Regions from separate parts of the Mus musculus genome. Here all the other regions are linked to region 1. A link is a contact called in public HiChIP or PLAC-seq and promoter capture Hi-C data. All regions are on one chromosome and are shown on one strand. Each heading gives the region's core, a stretch centred on a gene start, on an enhancer-like site or on the middle of the called end of the contact. The rest is flanking DNA. Distances are from core to core; before and after follow the strand shown.

Evidence for each region. Promoter capture Hi-C pulls out the DNA fragments that hold promoters and counts their contacts. HiChIP or PLAC-seq counts read pairs in DNA pulled down with a chosen protein or histone mark.
Region 2: a contact with region 1 is called in an H3K27ac HiChIP or PLAC-seq map of extraembryonic endoderm stem cells, with 12 times the contacts expected there. The contact joins the promoter of Rcor3 here to the promoter of Cr1l in region 1. A contact is called at or near these places in 2 of 39 promoter capture datasets (embryonic stem cells and pre-B cells) and 2 of 115 datasets of contacts at active chromatin or transcription factors (astrocytes and extraembryonic endoderm stem cells).
Region 3: a promoter capture Hi-C map of liver shows a contact between it and region 1, with 5 times the contacts expected there. The contact joins the promoter of Hhat here to the promoter of Cr1l in region 1. A contact is called at or near these places in 3 of 39 promoter capture datasets (liver and pre-B cells).
Region 4: a contact with region 1 is called in a promoter capture Hi-C map of embryonic stem cells, with 4 times the contacts expected there. The contact joins the promoter of Syt14 here to the promoter of Cr1l in region 1. A contact is called at or near these places in 2 of 39 promoter capture datasets (embryonic stem cells and stem cell-derived epiblast-like cells).
Region 5: a promoter capture Hi-C map of pre-B cells shows a contact between it and region 1, with 5 times the contacts expected there. The contact joins the promoter of Utp25 here to the promoter of Cr1l in region 1. A contact is called at or near these places in 4 of 39 promoter capture datasets (erythroid cells, liver and pre-B cells) and 1 of 9 other capture datasets (liver).

Annotation. Positions count from the first base shown.
Region 1 is chr1:195,130,064-195,132,943 of GRCm38.p6, reverse strand. It overlaps Cr1l (complement component (3b/4b) receptor 1-like), which reads left to right and starts at 1,374. Exons shown (of 10, transcript NM_013499.2): 1 at 1,374-1,756. The coding sequence starts at 1,639. Gm32313 (a long non-coding RNA gene) reads right to left here and starts at 1,500. Exons shown (of 3, transcript XR_865921.3): 1 at 1-1,500.
Region 2 is chr1:192,136,660-192,139,539 of GRCm38.p6, reverse strand. It overlaps Rcor3 (REST corepressor 3), which reads left to right and starts at 1,500. Exons shown (of 12, transcript NM_001346740.1): 1 at 1,500-1,801; 2 at 2,051-2,107. The coding sequence starts at 1,642. It overlaps Gm10516 (predicted gene 10516), which reads right to left and starts at 2,642. Exons shown (of 4, transcript NR_033536.1): 1 at 2,479-2,642.
Region 3 is chr1:192,769,739-192,772,618 of GRCm38.p6, reverse strand. It overlaps Hhat (hedgehog acyltransferase), which reads left to right and starts at 1,400. Exons shown (of 12, transcript NM_144881.4): 1 at 1,400-1,639.
Region 4 is chr1:193,034,381-193,037,260 of GRCm38.p6, reverse strand. It overlaps Syt14 (synaptotagmin XIV), which reads left to right and starts at 1,486. Exons shown (of 8, transcript NM_181546.3): 1 at 1,486-1,638. The coding sequence starts at 1,626.
Region 5 is chr1:193,128,778-193,131,657 of GRCm38.p6, reverse strand. Utp25 (UTP25 small subunit processome component) reads left to right here and starts at 1,407. Exons shown (of 12, transcript NM_145415.2): 1 at 1,407-1,614; 2 at 2,128-2,167. The coding sequence starts at 1,508.

The DNA of each region.
Region 1 (2,880 bases), core at 125-2,624:
TTCCATACTTTTTCGAGAATAACTTAAATTCTAAATCCAAAGTGCTAGCAGGACTGGTTCCATATGAAAGCTTCGGGGAAGAATCTGCTTATTTGTTCCACATTTTAGAGGCTGCTATCATTTGCTCTCTGGAGGCAGCAACTTTGATCTCTGCCCTCATTGTTCTTCCTCTCTGATTTAGGACTATGTTCCTGTAAGGTTCCTTAGGGTTATTAAGCCCACTTTGGCAGACAGGATTACCTCCCCACTTAAATGTTCTTGATTTAATTTAATTAGCCATTTCTTTTCCTGCCGTATAAAGTACCTATCACAGGTTCTGAAAACAGAATGTGGACATGTTTGTTCGCATGTCCTATTTCTCTCTTGGAATATTTGAGTTCTTAATTCTATTCCCCAAACTTGGCTCTTTATATTTGTTATTTCTAGAAGCACTACCACCAATCTCTGAGTAGGGCTCTCTCTCTCTCTCTCTCTCTCTCTCTCTCTCATTAGTATTAAGAAAGGAATTAAAATTCAGTGCAAATCCTGTTTATTCCATTTCTGAAAACTTATTAATTGTTCATCTGCCATCAAATCTCACTTGGATGATGGCAAGGCCTGGCTTCGCTCCCTGATTCATTACTGCACTATCCTGGTCTAGGCTGAATAGCACTGACATGGTTGTGAACAAAAACTTCCGGAAAGAAACTGCGTCTGACTGTGAAAGGAAATTCCTGAAAGTTAACTGTTTCTGCAAAGACTATTGGCTGATTAGAATTTCAGTACTCTGGAGAGATTGCAATTTTGCTGGTCCAGAGACCAATAATTACCTTATCTTGGGCTAAGTCAGAACTAACATCATGATACAATAGATACAAAACAAACAAACAAACAAACAAACAAAACCACAAACAACCTTTTAGAATCTACTGACTTATCAGGCAACTAGCTTCTACCAATACAAAAGCCGAGTGCCATTAGAGTCATCCTGAGCCTATAGAAAAGCTTCCACTACCTGCTTCTTGTATGTACCCAACAATATATTTTAAACTTGCCTTAATTTGTGACTTTCTCTGCTCTGTAAAACCACAAAAACTTTATGAAACTGCTTCCATGAAATTTGGGGTGACCATATCATTGTTCCAGGGTCATGATCACTCAAAATGGCTTCAGAATAAACTCCTAATCCTTTTAAGATGAGAGCTATGGTTTTTACCTTTCATTTTTTGTTTCCAGCGGCACGTTACATCCGAATTCATCATAAGGAAATAGGTTCTTACTGTATACTAGACAGGGTATGCAACTGTCAGCTCACTGTTGCAGATTAGGGTTAGGCTCCACCCTTGCAGATTTTTAAAAGGAGTAAGGCCGGGCTATATGCAAACCGAGTTCCCATAATGCCTTGTTTTCTTTGGAGTCGAAGGTTCCTGCAAGTGGAAAACTTCCTGGAGCTGACCTACTAGGTATTGAACCAGTTTCTGCATTGCTGAATCAATCTCCCAAGGGTAATTCCACAGAAATCCCAGGGGCTTGGAGTAAACAAGACCGCGCCTAGCCCAGCTAGAGGAAGTTTTATTCCGGAACCCAGCGCCATTTCTGGGTGGGACTGCTTTCTACACCATTTGCCGTAAAACGTTGTTTGAGAACGGTGTGAGGGGAATGGAGGTCTCTTCTCGGAGTTCAGAGCCTCTGGATCCGGTGTGGCTCCTTGTAGCCTTCGGCCGGGGAGGAGTCAAGCTAGAAGTTTTGCTGCTGTTCTTGCTGCCATTTACTTTGGGTGAGCTGCGGGGAGGCCTGGGGAAGCACGGACACACGGTTCACCGGGAACCCGCGGTAAATAGGCTCTGCGCAGACTCCAACGCTGGTCTGGGCTGCCTGTGAGTGCTCAGCGCCCCTTTCCCATGGGTGAGCGTGGGGCGCCCTCTACCCAGATCTTGGGTCGTACGCAGCCGGCAGGAACGCGTGGTCTCCCAGCTGCTTGTCTTTATTAGCTGTACGCTGTGCTTTTCTGTGCTGAATGTAGTGAGAGAAACGGTGTGGGGAGCAGGGGGTTGCAGGAATATTGAGAGATGCAATTTCTAATCCTAGAATTTGGTTATGAGGAAAGTTAATATTTTTGTGTTTCCTTATCTGTGAAATGGAGATATTGATGTCTTTCGTGGTATTGGTATTTAATAGGTGCCATCAAATATCTAACCCAATTTCAGCTCCTTAATTTATTTCTATCTTGAGACATTCCCTATGCACTTTCTCCGAAGGCCTAGACAAACAGGCCCAGGGATACAGTTTTCACACAGTGAGACTGTGTACTTTATCTCCCACCCCAAATCCTCATTAACTCCCTTGAGCTTCCACTTTAAGGAAGGTCCTTCCACTCCCACTCCAAGGTAAGATTTGAAAAGCTAGCAAGCCTCAAGGTGCAATGAAATATTTGCAAGTAGAAAAGACTGTAGAATTTACATATTAAATTTTACTGATGGTTAAGAACAAAATAGAGTGCCCATTTTACCCACCATGAAAGTTCTAATTTCCCTTTCCTTTCTCCTTAATCAGAACTTTCTAAGAGAAAGACTTCCTTGAAGTCTTTTGCATTGTTTGTTTTTTATTGTATTTCCAAAGTTAAATGAAAATGATTTTTTTCCAACATATAGTTATTGGTTACATATTATTTGACTCTCTCTGCCACATAATTAATGCTGCTAAGACTTAAAAGAAAATAACTGAGTCTAGAAGTTAAATCAAAATATGTATTGGAAAGTACATTAACAAAATGAAATGCAGTTTCATTTTTTAAATTATATTATTTTTTCCCCGTTGACCATAGTACTGATCCATTCCTGAGTGCCAGAGAGGAGGATCATGCATGGTCCATTGTAGCTAGCTGGAGAACTGAGAGTATGA
Region 2 (2,880 bases), core at 251-2,750, 3.0 Mb after region 1:
TGAGATGAGTCGTGTTCATTAGAGGTTGGAATGTAAAAAATAAAATATCATTTCAGTTGTCCATAACATTTCTCCTTGCAGAAAATAAAAATCAGACTTAAAATATCCTTCAGCAATGTGTTTTTTAAAAAAAGGAACCGATGCTAGGTGTGGTGGTGCAGCTCTTTACTCCCAGCACTCAGAAGACAGAGGCAAGCGGATCTCTGTGAGTTCCAGGACAGCCAGAAGTACACATAGAAATCCTGTCTCAAAAAATAAAACGGGAGGGGAGGTTGAGTTGTGGTTCAAAAATTAATGGACACATATAGAGCTAAAAATCAACTATTTCCAGTACCAGTACTGTTTCTCCACCCGGACAAAATACTCCCTCCTTTAGACAGATGACCGGCCTAATTCTTGTATCCCAGAGTTTTCTTGGCTGAATTCTTGAGTAGGTCTGTTATTTCTCAGTAACAGAATTCCAAAGAACAGTTTTAACCTTCAAGGTAATTTTACTGTTACCCCCAAATTCTGCAGGACACACATCTGTATATTAAGCAACTCCCCCCCCCCTTTACTCCTGAGACACAAATCGTCCTCCTTGCCCAGACAGTATGTCATAAGCAAATATCCTTAAATCTGGGGAAGAAATACAGTCCAGCCAATCTTCAACTGGGTGCAAACTGCCAGAAGGCAGCTGGCCTCACCTTTCTCTGCAGCAGCAGCACCTCTCTGCAGAGCACTTCTCTCTCCACCCTCTCCAGAATTGCTCTGAGCCACCACCCCAGGCAGTGTCGACCCAGATAGCACTGGCCCGGGGAAGGTAGAGTTCGGTTATTTATTTCCCCACTCGTGGCATTCGCTTCTTAGACAGCAAAAGGGAAAGAGCCAAGTGGAAATACTGCCCTTTCAGTCCCTCTCGGACCTCACAGCAGAGAGGAGCTGCCTCGCCAGGTCTTTAGGGCCGGTCTCATTCCGGAGTGAACCGATCCTGCCTCCAACCGGAGGACCCAGCTCCTACCCCGGGGCGCACCTCGCGGGAGCAGCTCCTGTCTGAGGCCGCCAACCCCTGCCCGCGTCACCGGAGCTGCTCCGGTCCAAGGCCGCCATCCTCATAGCTCCTGTCAAAGGCCGCCATCCCCGCCGCTCCTCACCGGAGCAGCTCCTGAGACCGCCATCCCGGGTTCCCGGTCACGGGAGCAGCTCCCGCCCCGCGGCCCCGCCTCAGCAGGCCAAATTCCTTCAGCTGAGACAGGGCAGAGGCCGCCTCCCCGCCCTCCATGCCGCCTCCGGGGCCTCCACATCGTCTCCCGGCCCTCGAGCGCCCGGGAACCGGCCGGCTGGGGACGCGCGGGGTCCCGGCCCTCTGGTCTCTCCGCCCCGCGGCCGGAACCTCCCTAGGGCGGAGTGATCGCGGCCGCCCAGTGAGGAGCGCGCGGCCACGAGGGGCGCTCGGCCGGGTGGCACGGCGCGGGGCGGCGGCGGCGGGGGAGGGGAGGGAGGCGGGGCCGGGGCGGGCCGGTGTGGGGCGACTGCGCTACGGCTCGACCGGGGCGGTGATGGCGGCTCCATATTAACACCTCCTCCTCCTCCTCCGCGCTCCCGCCCGCGCCCGCCAGCCGTCTCCCCCTTCCCTGACGCCACCTCTCCCCCTCCTCTACCATGCCCGGCATGATGGAGAAAGGGCCCGAGTTACTGGGGAAGAGCCGATCGGCCAACGGCGGCGCCAAGAGCCCGGCGGGAGGCGGCGGCTCCTCGGCCAACGGCGGGCTGCACTTCTCGGAGCCCGAGAGCGGCTGCAGCAGCGACGACGAGCACGGGGGTACCTCGCCGCGCTCCCCGCCCCCGCCCGTCCGCCCGGCCCCCTTCCCCGCGCCCTCCTCCCCCTCGGAGCCGAGCCGCGGCCGCCGGAACTCCCGGTGCCGCCGCAGCCCGCGACCCGCGCCTCCCCGCCCCCACCCGGCCACGGCCTCGCCCGCGCTCCCGCGGCTGGAGAGTCTCTGCCTTGCCCTTCCCCTCTCCTCTCCTTATTTATTACCATTTTACCATATATCTTGGCATTGCTTTGCAGATGTTGGGATGAGAGTCGGAGCTGAATACCAAGCTCGGATCCCTGAATTCGATCCAGGTAGATATATTTGCTCACAGGAAAACCCCATCTCTCTCTCTCTTTTTTTTTCCCCCAGGCTTGCTCTGGGGTGGCCGGCGTCGGGATGGGAGGGAGTTACGTGGTGTTGAGTGTGGGGCGCACCAGGAGAGGCCAGGGCAGGGCAGGGCAGGGCAGGGCATCGCGGGCGGGGAGGCTGGCAGGCTCGGCTGGGCAGTGACACAGGGCGTGGGGGTAGATGTGTGCATGGCAAGGTGAACATGGTTCCCTCCCGCGGCACTTGCACGCTGGTGGCTTCGCACGGAGGTCGCGGGTCCGAGGCCCGGGGCGTGGGGACTGCAAAACCAAGGGCTGCAGGAGAGGGCGTGCGATCTGTGTGTGCATGAACCTACCCCAGGTCAGATGCCACTCCGACCCGCCCTGGGAACCCGGGGCTCAGCCAGGCTCCGCAGGGCCACGCTTGGCAACCGCCTGCTGTCATTAGCCCGAGCCAAGGGCGAGCCCTGCGACCCCGGCGCACACGGGATCCTGGTTTTTCTTTCTGCCGAGGCGGTGTGGACCTGGGCGGGGAAACGCCCGTGCCCGACACCGCCCCGGTCGCCCCCAACCCCTCCCCGCGCGCCGACCCAGCCCGGGGAAGCCAGACCACAGGACAGCGGCAGCAGCTGCCAAGGAGACATTTTCTCCGGAACAGCCAGGTTCCAGCGCCCTCCGCCAGCGCAGCTTGCGGGCTCCCTCTCTACTTTTCTCCAAACAGGCTCCCCGGCTGTCACGGGATGTCAGGCTGCTCAGGG
Region 3 (2,880 bases), core at 151-2,650, 2.4 Mb after region 1:
TGCATTTGTTTAGATTGTGAAAGTTGGTTATATGGGAAACCCAAGACAAGTAAAGCCCATTGTTACATTGTTCTCTGAAAGGCAAGTTAAACAAACAGGCCGACTAGAAAGTAGTCTTGAGTGACCTCAATGTATATTATTAACTTCACCCGAGAAGCCCAGCAAAGCTTCCAGTCTCTTAGAATATAAGATAATTTTGTCAAAATACACTCCCACACTCAAGTCTCTTGTCTACGTGCAACTGGATTCTGATGTTTCCATCAACTGTTTTAAATCCACGTGTACTAAGAAGTACCACTTGGAATATTCCCCGCCGGCACGTTCTTCAGCTCATTGCTTAGTCTTGCTTTGGGCTTTGGTATTGTGGGTGTTCTGCATGTGAGGCAAGGCTCCACCACTGAGCTGTGTCTCCTCTGCCAATGCTTACTTTTACATTTTGAGACAGTTTGTCAAAATCACTCTGTAGCCCTGGTTTTGAACTTCGGATCCTCCTGTCTTGGCTGTATAGCTGGGTCACAAGCCTGGAGTATTTTCTCTTACACAGATGTTTCTGATTTACATTAGCCAAACCTGACTTTATTTTATGTCTTCAAATGAGCACTGTGCACATGTAGAAAAGAGTTAGACTTAAATGGCATTGAACCCACAGTAACAGGCCATTTAGAACCTGACACAGAAGAGGACCACCTCTTCTGACTGTCCCAGAGCAGAGCTAACACTTTGGCACCTTCTGGGCCAAACCCTGGGCTTTATTACAGTGACCAGACTTGTCAGGTACCAAGGCACACTGTTATTACAAATATACAAGACATATATGTTGTATGCATGTTGGGTGCTCTCCTGAAGAGGCCAGAGCAAGGCTTCCACATCTTCCTCTTGCCTCACCTCATTTTTGTGGTGCAGGGTCTGCATTAGCCTCTAATTGGAGGCTTCCTGTTTAGACTAAGGCAGCTGGTCAGGATCTAGGGGTTCGATAGAGTCTCTACCTTCAATGACGGGGCTACAGGCACACCAGCCATGCCTGGCTCTTTACTTCAGTGTGGGGATTAAACTCAGATCCTAACACTTGCATAGCAAACCCTTACTCACTGAGCCACATCTCTCCAACCCCCAGGAACTGTTAGAAAGTATATTACGTCTTCCAAACAACAAAGGCCATATGATACCAAGAAAGTATTAACTTGGCACCCTGTGTTTTTATTTTGGGCAACCTGGCACTCCTGGTCCGGCTGTTTTAGTTGGTGCTGGGGAAGGTGGAAGTGAAGATGATTTTAAAGTCGGTTTTGCAGAGATTTCTCCAGCTCTATTTAGTCTGCCCTTCACTGGTCTAAGTCATCTTCCTGTAGCAGGGCAGGCCGTACACACCCCCGCCCCAGACTCATTCCTTTGGGGACCGGAAGAATCCTGGAGCCTGAGGTTCTGGTGGGACCCTGTGTAATGATTCGGCTCCAGTAAATGTACAGAGCCCTGGCCAATCCTGCGTTCGGGAACCCGGGCACAACATCTCAGGCCAGGCGCTCACCCCCGCGGCCTCTGACCCGCGCTGTGCTCGCGAGTCCCTCCCGGGCCGCGGCTCAGCGCGGCGGGGTGCAGGGACGCCTTCTCTCCCGCTCGCCCAGCTCTGCACACTGCGATCCAGGTGATTTCGCCCGCGCGAGACAGACAGGGGAAAAGCCGTGCATCGGGGGCGCGCGTGGAGAGCAGGAGGGGGCGTGGGTGGTGAGGCCCCGCAGGGTCAGAGGGCGCGCGGGGGCTGGCGGCGGGCGCGCGTGGAGCTGGCGGCCGTGCAGGGGCCTGTGGTTGCAAAGGCTGCCACGACTTAACCTGCGCGGAGACAGGGGGCTGGCTGGGGTGCCGCAGCAGGTCGTGGGAGGCTCGCCGCTGACGTGGGGGAGAAACGCAATAGCGTTTCCGCTTCCCGTGTCCGTGTCCGCGTGCTGGAGGGCGGCGACACAAAGGCACGGAGTCCCGGGAACCGAGAACCCTGCTGCTCCCTGCAGGAAGGGCGCCTACAGGCCCTCCCCACGCCCCCACCCGGCCCAGCTCAGAGATTTCTGTTTTCTTCGTGGTGTGTGTGTGTGTGTGTGTGTGTTGAAATTGGGCCAACAAACCCGTGCAGCAAATGTTTAACCACCGAGCCCCAGTTCTCAGTTTAAAGATCTCTTTCGCTTTCCAGAAACTCTCTGGACTTAGTTTCCCTCATCTGTTCAGTGGCAAGACTGGGAGACACCAGTTTTTATGCAGGCTCTCCTCCCCCAGATTCAACAGCTATTGGCCGCTTTTAGATCAGGGCCTTCTACGTGTGGGGACTGACAGCGTTATGCAGTGTGTCTGCTCCGTTCAGTGTGGTGTTCTATTATGTAGAGCTGAGCATCTGCTCCAGTGCCACAGGACGCGGCTCAGGGAAAGCTTTGAAGGGCTGTGCGCTTTCACTCAGGGTCTAGAAGTCCATTCTTTCTGGCTTCTATTCTTCATGTTCCGACTTCCCTGTGATTTCTCTCCCCGTAGGATGGTTTATGTGCTGGCTAAGGACAGTTCTGATGGATGTGTTGTTTTGACAGCACCCCAGAAAGACAAGCTGTGTTCTCCAAGACCCTTCAAGGCCACCAGCACCAATGAATTGTCTATGCTAGGGGCTGGGGTTTGGAGCCTTCTTTGGGGACAAAGGCTTTACCTGGTTTTTACTTGGCTTTCTCTTGGAGAGTCACCAGCTGAAGGTGAGGTCAAGGCCCTGGTTGGCAGTTGGCAAGATCTCCTGGTGATCCCAGGTCAGTGTGGCCCAAGGGCAGGGGTGCCATACTTTGGGGCCTCAGAGAAATAAAATTCTTGGTTCTTGCAGAACTTGCTACGGGCCTTTTTGGAGGCTTTTAAAAAGGTGTG
Region 4 (2,880 bases), core at 237-2,736, 2.1 Mb after region 1:
ACACTGGCTTAACAATGAACTTCAAGGATCTGCCTATCTCAGTTCTACAGAGTTAGGATAACAAGCATGCTACTTAAAAAAAAAAAAAGGTGTGGATTGAGCTCAAGCTCTCATGCTTGTGCAACAAGCACTTTATCAACTGATCCATCTCCTCTACCCCTGCAGCCAGTTCTCTATATGATGCCTAGATCAACAGATATTCACTGGACTAGTCAAAACATTAAAGAACAGGGTCAGGGAAAAGTCTCAGAAGGTAAAGATGTTTGCTACCAAGCCTGGCTGACAACCTGATTTTGATCCCTGGAGGTCATATGGTGATGAGAACAAACTTCTGCAAACTGTCTTTTAACCTTCACACGAAGGTCCTGCCCCAATAAATAAGCAAATGTAGAAAAAAAATGTTAAAGAATCGATGCCTATTGAGCATCAATCGACTGAGGGAGAAGTTATATAAAAGCAATGAAAGGCAGTTTCTGCTCTAGATTACAGTCCAACCTCACATAATAAGTGGAAAATATTTTCTTCTTTGTTTCTGTCCTTAATATAGCCACCTGTTCTAGGAGTGACCATCTTCTCCACAAGGAAGAATCACTAATCCCCTATCCTTCTAGGCTCCTCCATCCGGCCTTTAAAGTACCCAAACGAAGCGGGATAAACAGTGGAGAGGGGCTGATTAGGTAGCTAGTTTGCTCGGGGTTGGCTTTTGGGTGTTCACATGCTCAAGGGCTTGCAAACTTAAAAATGGGTACATGACATGCATTTCAGGCCCTTTGTCAAGACGTCTGTGCAACACCTACAATTGTGTGGCTTCAAATGTGTGCTTGCAATGCATAGACAAATGGGGAACTCGTTCCTCCAAGGAGGCATCAGGCTCCTGTGGAGTTGGGTCACATTAGAAATGAGGCTGAAGAGAGAGAGGGAAGGAGGGAGAGACAGAGACTATCCTCACGATCCCTCTTTCTGGTTTGCTGTGCCACGAAGCTGTCTCTACTGGCTGGCTGAAATCTGAGGTGAGTGTTCAGGCAAACCAAACCAAACTGAATAGATCTTCGCTGAGAGGGAATCTGGCACCTCCTGGGTGCGGAGACCTGTCCGTGGTCCTGACCGCTTGTCCAGCCGCTCTGGAAGCCTGGTGAAGGCTGGCTGCTGAGGCTGCTCTCTGCTCTGTCTGCACCTGTTGGGAACGCCCGCCTGAGACCCTGCACTGGCTGGGGGAGAGGGGGTTGGGGGAGGTGAGGGCGTGGCCAGCAAGAGGCGGGCGTGGCGGGTCAGGGTGGTAGGCGGGGTTGTGGATATTTCGGGGGCGGGGCCTGGGAAGGTAGATGGGAATGGGTTAAGTCGAGGTTGTGGGCCAAACTATAGTTGTTGCGAGGGGCGGGGCCTAGAGGGGCCGGGGGCGGGGCGGTGTCACGTGCCGACGGTGCGCGACCGTGGAAGGTTCCGCTTCCTGCGCCGCCTGCTCCGGAGCTTCGACCCCACCCCGCCGCCCCGCCCCAGCTCCTGGAGGCCCAGCTGCCTGGCCCCGGGGCGTTCCCGCCCCTCTGGCCCGAGGCCTAAGAAGAGCAAGCTCCAGCACTTACCCCCGCTCTCCCTGCGTGGTTGGTGCGGTCCATGGCGAGCGCATCATGGCGATCGAAGGTAAGTGGAAGGCAAGCGATGCGCGGAGAAGACGCCCCGCGAGCGAGCGCAGGGCCCAGGAGGCCGAGGTGCGGGTTGCGGGTCCGGACTGTAAGGGAAGCTAATGCGGGACACCGGCCTAGGCGCGGCGTGCGGCCCTCGCGAGCACTGGCCTACACACTTTGGGCGCTGAGGTACCGAGTGAGATGCTCAGGCACTAAGGCTCTGAAGTACTGAGTGAGATGCTCAGGTACTAAGGCTCTGAAGTACTGAGTGAGATGCTCAGGTACTAAGGCGCTGAGGTACTTAGACGCCAACTCGCTCAGTCTCTGAGGTGATAATGAGGCGCTGAGGTTCTGAGGCACAGAGGAGACTTAGGTACTTAGACACTGAGGTGCTGAGTCTCTGAGGTAAATGAGGCGCTGAGGTTCTGAGGCACTGAGGAGACTCAGTTACTAAGGCGCTGAGGTACTGAGTGAGATGCTCAGGTACTAGGGCGCTGAGATACCGAGATGCTGAGGTGAATGAGGCTCTGAGGTATTGAGAAGCGCCGTGCTGTTCGGCAGCGGGAGGCTGCCCTTGTGGGATCCGCTCATCCTGCTGCTCCTGTCGGGCTTTCTGGGCCGATGATAACCACGCTGTCCCCTTCGGTTGACGGGTATAGGGGGGCCAGGACATCTTCGTGAGGTCAACCCTCTTATCTGACCCTCACAATTGCTTTTTTCCGGGGAGAGGCAAATGCCTATTTATGACAAACGCACCCAGAAGATTGGCAACAGAAATGTTTCACAAGTAGCTTGATTCGAATTGGGTAAGGTAAGTGGTACCGATGTGTATTTTCCTCTTATTCTGAGAGCATGGAGTTGGAGTGGAGTGGAATTTGCCTTGCTTTTAAGGAGCATATTGTGCAGTTAGTATCACACAGGTGTGATGCTTACAGCATCTTGTTTTCCATTTTAGATGAGCTCAGTACAAAAAAAAGGATTTCCAAAACTTCCCTGCGTGACCTGTACAGAGTACCTGTAGCTGAATCATTACTTGCCTACATTTAATGTGTTCCCCCTCGCACAGTAATTCCCTTAGGTGACTGGTCTCTGTTAGTATACACGCCTGGGGGCTTCTTTAGGATCCAGCCACCAAACTCCAGAATTAACTCAGCTGTGTGTTTCATGTTTACTTCAATTTAGAGATTAAGTACGGGACACATTGACATGATTTGCTAAGATGATGGAGAATAAAATCTACCTGTAATCGTTGATGTTC
Region 5 (2,880 bases), core at 158-2,657, 2.0 Mb after region 1:
TCAACTAGACAGAAGACAGATGTCTATTAATGAGTTCCTAGGCCAGGCCAGGTGCTGGCTACCACCCTTTCTGTTTGCATGGCTTTTGATACTTTTTTGCTGGGGGGGGGGGGTTGTCCCCCACCACCACTGGCTTTCCCACTCCCACCCTAATTATTAGTAGTAGATGACCCTGGAACAGAGGGCGGACAGGTGGACCTGAGTAAACCCCTACTCTTCCACAGAAAGATGTTTCGATGTCTCCAGTTGTGCTTTGAGTCTAAGCTGGAGCTAGTACTTTGTTTACATTGAACCTCGGTTAGTTTTGAAGGGAAGTATGTCTTTGTGTGGTGTCAAACAGCCTCACCTATTGCTGTGTGTCCTTGAAATACAGGCCTCAGCTATTTTTGTTCGTTCCTTTGTTTATTTAGAGAAGTTGGGTCTTGTTTTATTTTCCCTGGGTAACATCAAATTCACAGAGATCTGCCAGCCTCTGCTTCCCAAGAGCTGGGATTTAAGGCGTGTGCCACCATGCCCGGCTCAATTTTATTTTTTAAGTAAAGGTCTCTAACACTTCATTCTCTTGCCTCGGCCTCCCGGGGACTGAGATCACAGGTGTGAGTCACCACTAGTTTATTTGCTGTGTGGGTTTGTTTTGCTCAGTGTTAAAGATCAAACCCCAGGATTTGAAAAGTACCTTGGCTAAGCACCCTACATATGAGCGAGCAACGCCCCTGGCCCGTTTAGGCTATTACTCACACTCAGGCTAATACACATCAACTTTAAATGTACAGTTTCACTCGTTTGGGTGATAACACATACAAGATCCTACTTTATCTTGTGTGTTTCTGCTTTTGTTAAAGAAGCAATGTCAGGAGAGGATCACCTCACATACTCCCAGAGACTAATGAATGATCTTTCTTGCTAAGCATCGGTGTCTGCATCTTTCTCAACAGACTGACTCGCTAGATCCGTCTGGACAGTGTGCCGTTAAGTGGGGTGTGCGGGCACCCTTAAGCGATGGTCCTTATTCTTCTGAGTAGCATTCAACCATTTCTGCTAGCATACATTGACATATCAAAGCGAACCACGCGGTTGTGGATTTCGCTTAGTGCTTGAAAACCAGTGCAAGGTCCTGGGTTCAGTTCTTAGCTCCTGGGAGAGGGACAAAGGACCACCAACCTCGTCCTCCTCAATTTTGGAGAAAAAAAAAAAAAAAAAAAAGGTAAAAGATAAGCACAAAGCAAGCCACTCCATCCCGGAAAGACAGCCAGTCCCTGCAGCCCTAGGAGCTGGTGTTCCGATCACGCATGCGTAGACACGCCTATGTGCTAGAGGCGCTCCGGCAGGGGGCAGTATAGCGACCAGAGGGTGTAACGCCTGTCGTACTCTCTGGGCGTAAAGCAGCTTTGCTTTACGGCTCCCGCCTCCGCCGTAAAGCCAGCGTGCCCACGTGCGACAGCGACAACTTGCCACTGGGAACCTTGTGTTTTGTTTGTTTGTTTGTGGCGAGCTTGACGTTTCCGCTATGGGCAAACGCCGGAACCGGGGCCGCAGCCAGATGCTCAGCACCATGACCAAGAAGCAGAAGAAGCACCTCCGCGACTTCGGCGAGGAGCACCCCTTCTACGACAGGTCGGGGTGCGCGGGCCGCCGGGAGGGCTGGTTCCGGCCGAGTTGAGCCGGGTCCGGTCGGTGCAGGACGGGAACCCCGCTGCGGAGGTGCGCTCTGCACCGGGACCTGCTGAGACCGCGGGCCGTGCTGCCTGTCATCCGAGCACGCGCGGGCTCAGGCGCGAAATCGCAGCTTAGCCCAGCCAGGGCCGCGTAAGGGTCTCCAAAAACAGGACGGGAGGTCGGGAGATAAAGTTGGCCCTGAGAGGTGAACCCCGGTGTGCCGTTAAAAGCCAGTTTCTGACTTATCCTTTCTTAAGAGATGTCATTGAGCTCTCTTGTCTGTTACCCTTTTGTCTGCTGATCATCTCTGCCCTTGTGCATGCAGAATTTCATTTTTTACACTGACTGGATATTATCCTGTATTGGACATTTTTTTTTTTTTTGGTATTCATTTAAAGCAGAATCATTATGCCTTTTCGTGATTGTTACGAACTAGCAGCTAAAGTTTAATGTTATCTATTTCTATTTTAGGGTTTCCAAGAAGGAAGCCAAGCCGCAGATTTGTCAGCTGGTAATGCTTTTTTTCTTTATAGTAGTTGGAATTGGGTTGTTACCTTTAAGATTGGGTGTAAACGTAAAGTTTGGTTTGCATCCCCGTGTTTCTCTGTTTTGGGTGTGAGCTGTGATTTTAGTAATGCTACCCAATTGGTTGTAAGTGATGGAGACAGCTGTAGAAATTACCATGTGATGAGAGAGGCTATGGTTGGAAACTACCCCATGACACTGTCTTAAGTTCTGTGGAAGGGGTTCATCAGAGTGCTGGCTCCTTGTGCATGAAAGGCTTCACACAGTATAAAATGGACAAGGGGCCCGGAGACTCAGACAGTGACACTTGCTTGTAATTCTCCTCTTACATCATGCAACATGAAACCTGATGTCTGAGATGTAAGTTAAAACTCATAACCTGAAATTTTGTTTGAAAAGTCAGTTTTCTTTCCACGTGCAGCTGATGTCAATTAGAACCATAGCTTGGTTAACTGTTTTATTTAAGTTTCATGCCCGGCTTGGTTCAAGAGATGAGACTGTAATATTTGCTGAAAAGCTCATAGGGATTTTTGTTTTGTCTGTGAGTTAATGTATATTCATTATACAAAGTAGCGGGTTTCCTAAGGACTTTTCCAGTCAAAATTATCTGATCGTATTCATTTCCTTCCTTTGACTGTTTGTCTTCCATCTCTGCTCATCCCTTTCCTCTTCCCAAATTCTTGTCCTTTTGATTTCATG